Regions from separate parts of the Ovis aries genome. Here region 2 is linked to region 1. Evidence: chromatin contacts called from public Hi-C data. All regions are on one chromosome and are shown on one strand. The core of a region is the stretch at or near the end of the contact, and the rest is flanking DNA. Distances in the headings are between cores, read along the strand shown. Region 1 holds the start of BTBD19 (BTB domain containing 19). Region 2 holds the start of UROD (uroporphyrinogen decarboxylase).

Region 1 (2,993 bases), core at 35-2,534:
GTGACTCTGGTGAAGGGAAACTCTTTTTGGCTTCTCCTCCAGACTGCAAACTCAGCTTTTTCAGCCTCCTCCAGACAGGAGGGGGGAGGAGGAGGGTGTGGAGGGCACTGACTGCAAACAGACACGTCAGTGATACACTATCATGAGCCAGACCACATTTTCCATTTTCATGATACTTCCGGCCCCAGCTGCTGGGCCTCTGAACAGCACAGCGGGTAAGGGACAGATGATGAAGCCTGAGCTTCCTGGAGCCTTCTAGGCTCACGTCCAAGGCCTGGGGGGCCGGTGGGGGGGGGTCTACTGCTCAGACCAGACTGTGACACCCAAAACAGTAGGGTTACAGAAATTGCCAACCTGTGGGAGGACCCCAGCTCTGAAGCAGTGGAGACAGAAAGCTGCATTCTGGTTCTTCTGACCGGCCCTGCCCTGTGCTTGGTCCCCGGTTAGACACTACAGGCAGTAAGCCCCAGGCAGTACATGTGAACTACTTCTGTCTGCGACTCTGGCTCAGTCTCTTGAGCTTTGTTCCCCTTACAAGTCCTCAGTCCCCAGAATAGGATTGTCTGTTCCTCTGCCTCCCCAGGGAGGCACTCAAGTTACACTCCACTTCTCAGGATCCAGAGGGCAGAGGGCTTTTCTCTGCCAGGAGCCCAAGGTCCAAAAAAGGAAGGCCTTTCCCTGAAGTCACATAGCTGCTCTGAGCTCTAGTCCCCACTGCCCCCACCTCTGGCTCTCAGGCTATCACAGACACTGCGTGATCAGTAGCCATCCTCTACACTCCACTTCCCCAGGCTGAGTTCACCCGGGAGAAGGGTCAAGTCCTAATTCTCCACTTCCTCTGTACTCAGAGATTCCTCAGAGTCATGGGTCCCAGCAGAGCCAGTTACGGAAAACCCACAGACAGGCGCCCCTCTCACCTGTATAAGGGGTTGTTGATGAGGCTCCGGAGTGCTGTGGAAAAAGGCTCAGCCTCCCCATGCACAACCAGTCCTGGGGTCTCCATGGGTGGGGCAGGGGGCTAAGCAGGTGGAATAGCCTAGGAGGCTTGTTATGTGTGGGAGAGACAGTACGTGGAAGGAGCAGAGGCCAGGCTGAGCCCTAGAGCTGGTGAAGAGCTAGAAAGGCCTGAGAGGGAGGGGCAAGAGATCCAGAGGCCTGTTTGCTGAGAAGCTAAAGTTTAGGAATGAGGCAGGAGAGGCCCAGAAGGCATCAGAGGCCAGTGGAAGAGGCCAGAGGCTTGGGGACTCGGGGAGGGGACCAAGAGAGGCCGAGGTGGAGCAGACTGGACTAGGGAGGAGAGGCTGGCTGCTGATGAGGCCCCAGCTGGGAGCCTGCCCAGGCAGCGCTGGGGTGGGAAGCCTGTGGGTTTCCACGGAAACTAGAGCCGGGCCAGAGAGGAGGCCCCGCCCAGCTCCCACAGGCCCAGGGAAAACTTCAGCCCTAGAGGGGCCCTAAGCAGAGTTGGGGGGTCTTAGCATCCTGGTCCCTGCCTGTCCGGAGTTCAGAGTTCAAACTTCCTTCCCCTCTCTCCCCTCCCCCTACAAGCATACAGGTTAAGCGGACCTGAAGAACTCCCATCAACAGGGAAAGTCCTTGTCCCCATGGACCATTTTCAAGGTCCAGAGCTGGCTTGTTTGGGAGGTGGCAGTCCTGGGCCTCCCAGAGAGGGTTCAGGTGAGGAGGTGTCAACACTGACAGAGGCATCATGGGCTCTGGCGTCCCTGAAGTACAACCACAGTGCGAGTGGGGGCAGTCTGGGCACTAGGGCACACAAGAGGTGTGGACAGCGGGTGACTAGGCCCAGGACACTTAAGTTAGGTCAGCAGGACTCACTGAGGAGTGAAGTCACCACTGTTGCATCAGATCTGAGTTCCAATGGGTCTCCCTTCCCCCTCCCCCAGCCGAGAACTGAGGAAGTCATCCAAGCCCCACCCTAGCTGTATACAAGGAACGGAAATGTTTGTCCTAATTGAGGCTGATGGGGAGACGATAGGGCCATGACGTGCTCCTTCCTGTAGGCCCGGATCCTGATTCCTGAGCAGCCACCCCAGCAACCTCAGGGTTTCTCCATATCCCAGGCCTCTGCGACTTGCTCACAAGTAGAGAGCCAGCCTTCACAAGGGCAGAGATGGACAGTGGCTCAAGAGCCCTGGGGTAGGGGGACACCTTTCTGACCAGAGCCCCCTCTACATCTGCCCCTTCACTCACACTTGTATGCCCTTAGGCTCTAACCCCCTGTTGATCCCCTTCCCCTGATGACTCAGCCACCAGGCATTCAATCAACAGGTGCTTACAGTAACACTCCCAGGTTAAGCCAGAGCCAGGACTGGTGAGAGGGAACCAGGAAGAGGAGTGAGTGCTTGCCCAGCAACCCAGGGCAACTCCACAACACAGGCAAGGGGCCCTTACCCTCCTACCTGCCAGTCAGGCCAGTTGGGCAAGGGCTGTTAGGAGAGCGCCTGGAGGACACAGGTGGCTCAGGTGCCTAAGGAGTTTGGGGAAGAGAGGGCAGCCATCCCAGAACTGACTCCGGAGGTAGGGCCAGAAGCCAAAAACAGGCTGAAGGATCATCCTGAGTCACCTAGCCCCAGGCTCTGCCAGAGGCCCTAAGAGCAGGGAGGGGGTGGAGGATGGCAGGATTCAAGACTCACAGGGGCTAGAAGGAGCTGGATCTGTCTGTCCCTCCCTCTGGTTAGGGGGTGGAGGCACCACTGTCTAGGCGCAGCACTTGTCTAACGTCCATAGTGTTCAGGTGAAGTGAAGCTCAGGGGGTAGGGAGAGAGATGGTAGTCTGAGCAGCGTCTCTTCCTTTGTTGTCCCTAACAGCCCTTAACCCTCTAAGCACCCAGGAACCCACGCAGCCGGGAACTATTTGATTCACCGGTCCGAAAAACACAGGTAAGGAGGGATTAGAGGGTAAAAACTCATCACTGAGTAAGAGACTAGATGGTGTACAAAGATAGCCAGTAAGGGCCATCCCATCCAAGTGTGGG
Region 2 (2,700 bases), core at 7-2,506, 170 kb before region 1:
TCTGTCCCGTAAGGGTAAATGCTTTTCTTGAGCCTTGACTGTCCTTTCTGTTTTATACGTTTGAGTCAGATCTGAGCAGGTACCTGGGGTACGACAAGGATGTCGGAGAAGATGATGGCAGCATCCAGAGGGAAGCGACGCAGTGGCTATAGGGAACAGAACACAGATTGCTAGGTGGCCTGCGGAGGACATAAATCCCTCCTCTTTTGTCGACCTCTCACCTGCAGGGTAAGTTCACAGCAGGCTTCTGGGGAGCGACAGGTGCTGAAAAAGTCCTGGGCAGCCCGAGTTTCCCTAAACTCTGCAGACAGAAAAGGTAAGGCAGGGCTCAGCCTTAGGGAACCTCCAAGAGCCCTTCTCTGCCCCTCCAAAACTTTTCACTCTCCAGAGTTTTACCTAGACTCCGAGGCCCTGACCCTGACCTGGTAAGTAGCGTCCTGCCTGCCGCATGCACCAAACAGGAGTGTAGTCTGTTTCTTCTCCCCAGGCTGCTCGCAGGAAGGTGTCATTCTTAAGTTCCGGAAAACCCTGAGGTCTGGGGATCAAGAGGAGGGAAGGGTAGGTCTCAGTAAACTAGGCTGGGGGTTGGGCAGGGCTTGGGTTCTAAAGGCGGATACAGTCCATCCAGCACCGCTATCTGCCTTCTCCAGACCAGCTACCAAGCTGCGCCTCCCCGCCGATTCTGCCCTCTCTCTGCCTATCAGGTGGTGTACAGGACTAGAAGGGCCGGTGCTGGGGCCTTTACCCTACGCATAGTCCCAGTTTCCCCAGCCTCCCCAGTTTTCCCCTTCCCACTGGCAGGACTAGGAGAGTGGGGGTGAGGAGACGAAAACTCACTTAGGAGAACTGGTGGGGGGAGAGCATGTCTCTCGAACAAGGGTATCCATGGGCTAGTTCCAGGGCTGGAAGGTTTTGGGGCTGAAAAATCTCCAGGCGGGGGCGGGTAGTCATGGGGGAATCAGAGATGGAAGTCCGAAATGGGGATCTTAGTTGAGGATTAGAAAGTCCTGGGGGCGTATCCTAAATTAAGGTCTGGGGTACGCAGTCCAGCTAGGTAGTCCCTGGGATGAATATTTTAAGAATCCATGGTTGGAGGATTTGGAATCCCAGCGACTTGGGTTCTCCGGACTGGGGAAGAAGGGTATAGGAACAGATTCCTAGGCTGGAAGATTCAGGTCAGAAGCCCCTATGACCACACTGCGTGGTGGTCCAGGGAACTCACCTAGACTCTTTCGCCTCCATGATAAGCTGTCGGTAAACGCGAGCACAGTCCCCGTTATAGACTGAATCTGAGCCTGCCCTCTGCCCAGGCTCCGCCTCTTCCAGGGATGAACCAGGGCAGTCGCCATATTGAAGGTCACATGATCAGACTCCCGCTACCGCTCCTGGGCTGCCCCAGCGGCTGCCGGTAGGACCCCACCCCTAGTCTCTTCACCGTAAAGTCAGCTGTAGCGACGCAACAACAAACACACATCCATCCCCACCCCCCGAAAGAACTTTGCTGTAAATACACTTTGCATGGTGTGAGGAGTTTGCTCTCCTCTGACGGCCTGGGAATCCCAGAAAACTCGGCCCAAGGCTCACTTTTCACTCCCACTCTCCACGATTCTAATAATTTTATGCCGGGCTCAACCAGCCACAACTGTGGTAGAACAAAGTTGTACAGGAAACTGAAATAATTAAATATTACCTAGAAAGAGGCGGGCACTATAGTAGGTGCAAAGGTTACAGTAGTGAACACGGCATTTTCTTCCTCTAAGGAGCTACAGACTGATGAGGAAACAGAAATCAGCAATCACAATGGTAAATGTTTTAAAAGGAAAAAGCTAGACGCAAGTAGCAAGGACTCCATTTAATTGGGGAAGGCAATGGGATATTACAAGCAAAGGAAACAGCATGTGCAAAGAGAAGATGCAAAACAGCAATTGGGTTAATGGAAAACAGGATATCAAGCTAGTGGATTTAAATAATCTGGAACTATCCACAGAGTTCAGCTCATGCAGGCCTTTGTTAAATGCACGTATTCACTTTATCTTGTAGTAGTGTGACAGGGTACAAATAGCTTGGAGAAATCAGAAGAGAGGCACTGTGTTCCCAACTTACTGAGAAAAAAGTGGAAAACTCTCAAAATTACATGGGATTATTTATTTCCTGATACCTTTATTTGATAACTACATCAAAACAAAGTTTCCACCCAAGTGTCCCTCAACAATGAATGGATAAACAAAATGTAGTGTATTTATACAATGGAACATTATTCAGCCATAAAAATAAAATCCTGATACATGCAACAACATTGTTGTAACATTATGCTGAGTGAAATAAGACACAAAATGGCAAATACTGTATCATTCCACTTACATGAAATATCTAGAATAGGCAAATTCATAGAGGCAAAAAGTAGATTAGAGCTTTAGCAGATTAGTCCCCAGGGACTAGGGAGTGGGGACAAGGAGGAGTTATTGCTTAAGGATACAGAGTTTCCTGTTTGGGGTGACAAAAAAGTTTTGGAAATAGATAATTGTACACTTTAAAAAAACGGCCAAGATTGCAAAATTTGTTATTATTTACTATTAAAAATTTATGTTATATTTAAAAAACAGTGATTTGTACACTTTATATGATATGAGTTACATCTCAGTAAACTTTTCAATAAACAAGGGTGGGGGTGGGACAAATTTTCCTTTTCCTCCGTGATTA

The links. A called contact is a pair of places that touch in the nucleus more often than the background predicts.
Region 2: a Hi-C map of mixed tissues shows a contact between it and region 1, with 4 times the contacts expected there. The contact joins the promoter of UROD here to the promoter of BTBD19 in region 1. A contact is called at or near these places in 7 of 16 Hi-C or Micro-C datasets (blood, hypothalamus, liver and 2 more).

The regions. Positions count from the first base shown.
Region 1 is chr1:19,488,399-19,491,391 of ARS-UI_Ramb_v3.0, reverse strand. BTBD19 (BTB domain containing 19) reads right to left here and starts at 1,284. Exons shown (of 8, transcript XM_042240077.1): 1 at 918-1,284. The coding sequence starts at 1,003. It overlaps DYNLT4 (dynein light chain Tctex-type 4), which reads left to right and starts at 2,432. Exons shown (of 3, transcript XM_027969146.3): 1 at 2,432-2,481; 2 at 2,827-2,898.
Region 2 is chr1:19,662,583-19,665,282 of ARS-UI_Ramb_v3.0, reverse strand. UROD (uroporphyrinogen decarboxylase) reads right to left here and starts at 1,256. Exons shown (of 10, transcript NM_001012341.1): 1 at 1,223-1,256; 2 at 423-535; 3 at 222-301; 4 at 84-146. The coding sequence starts at 1,242.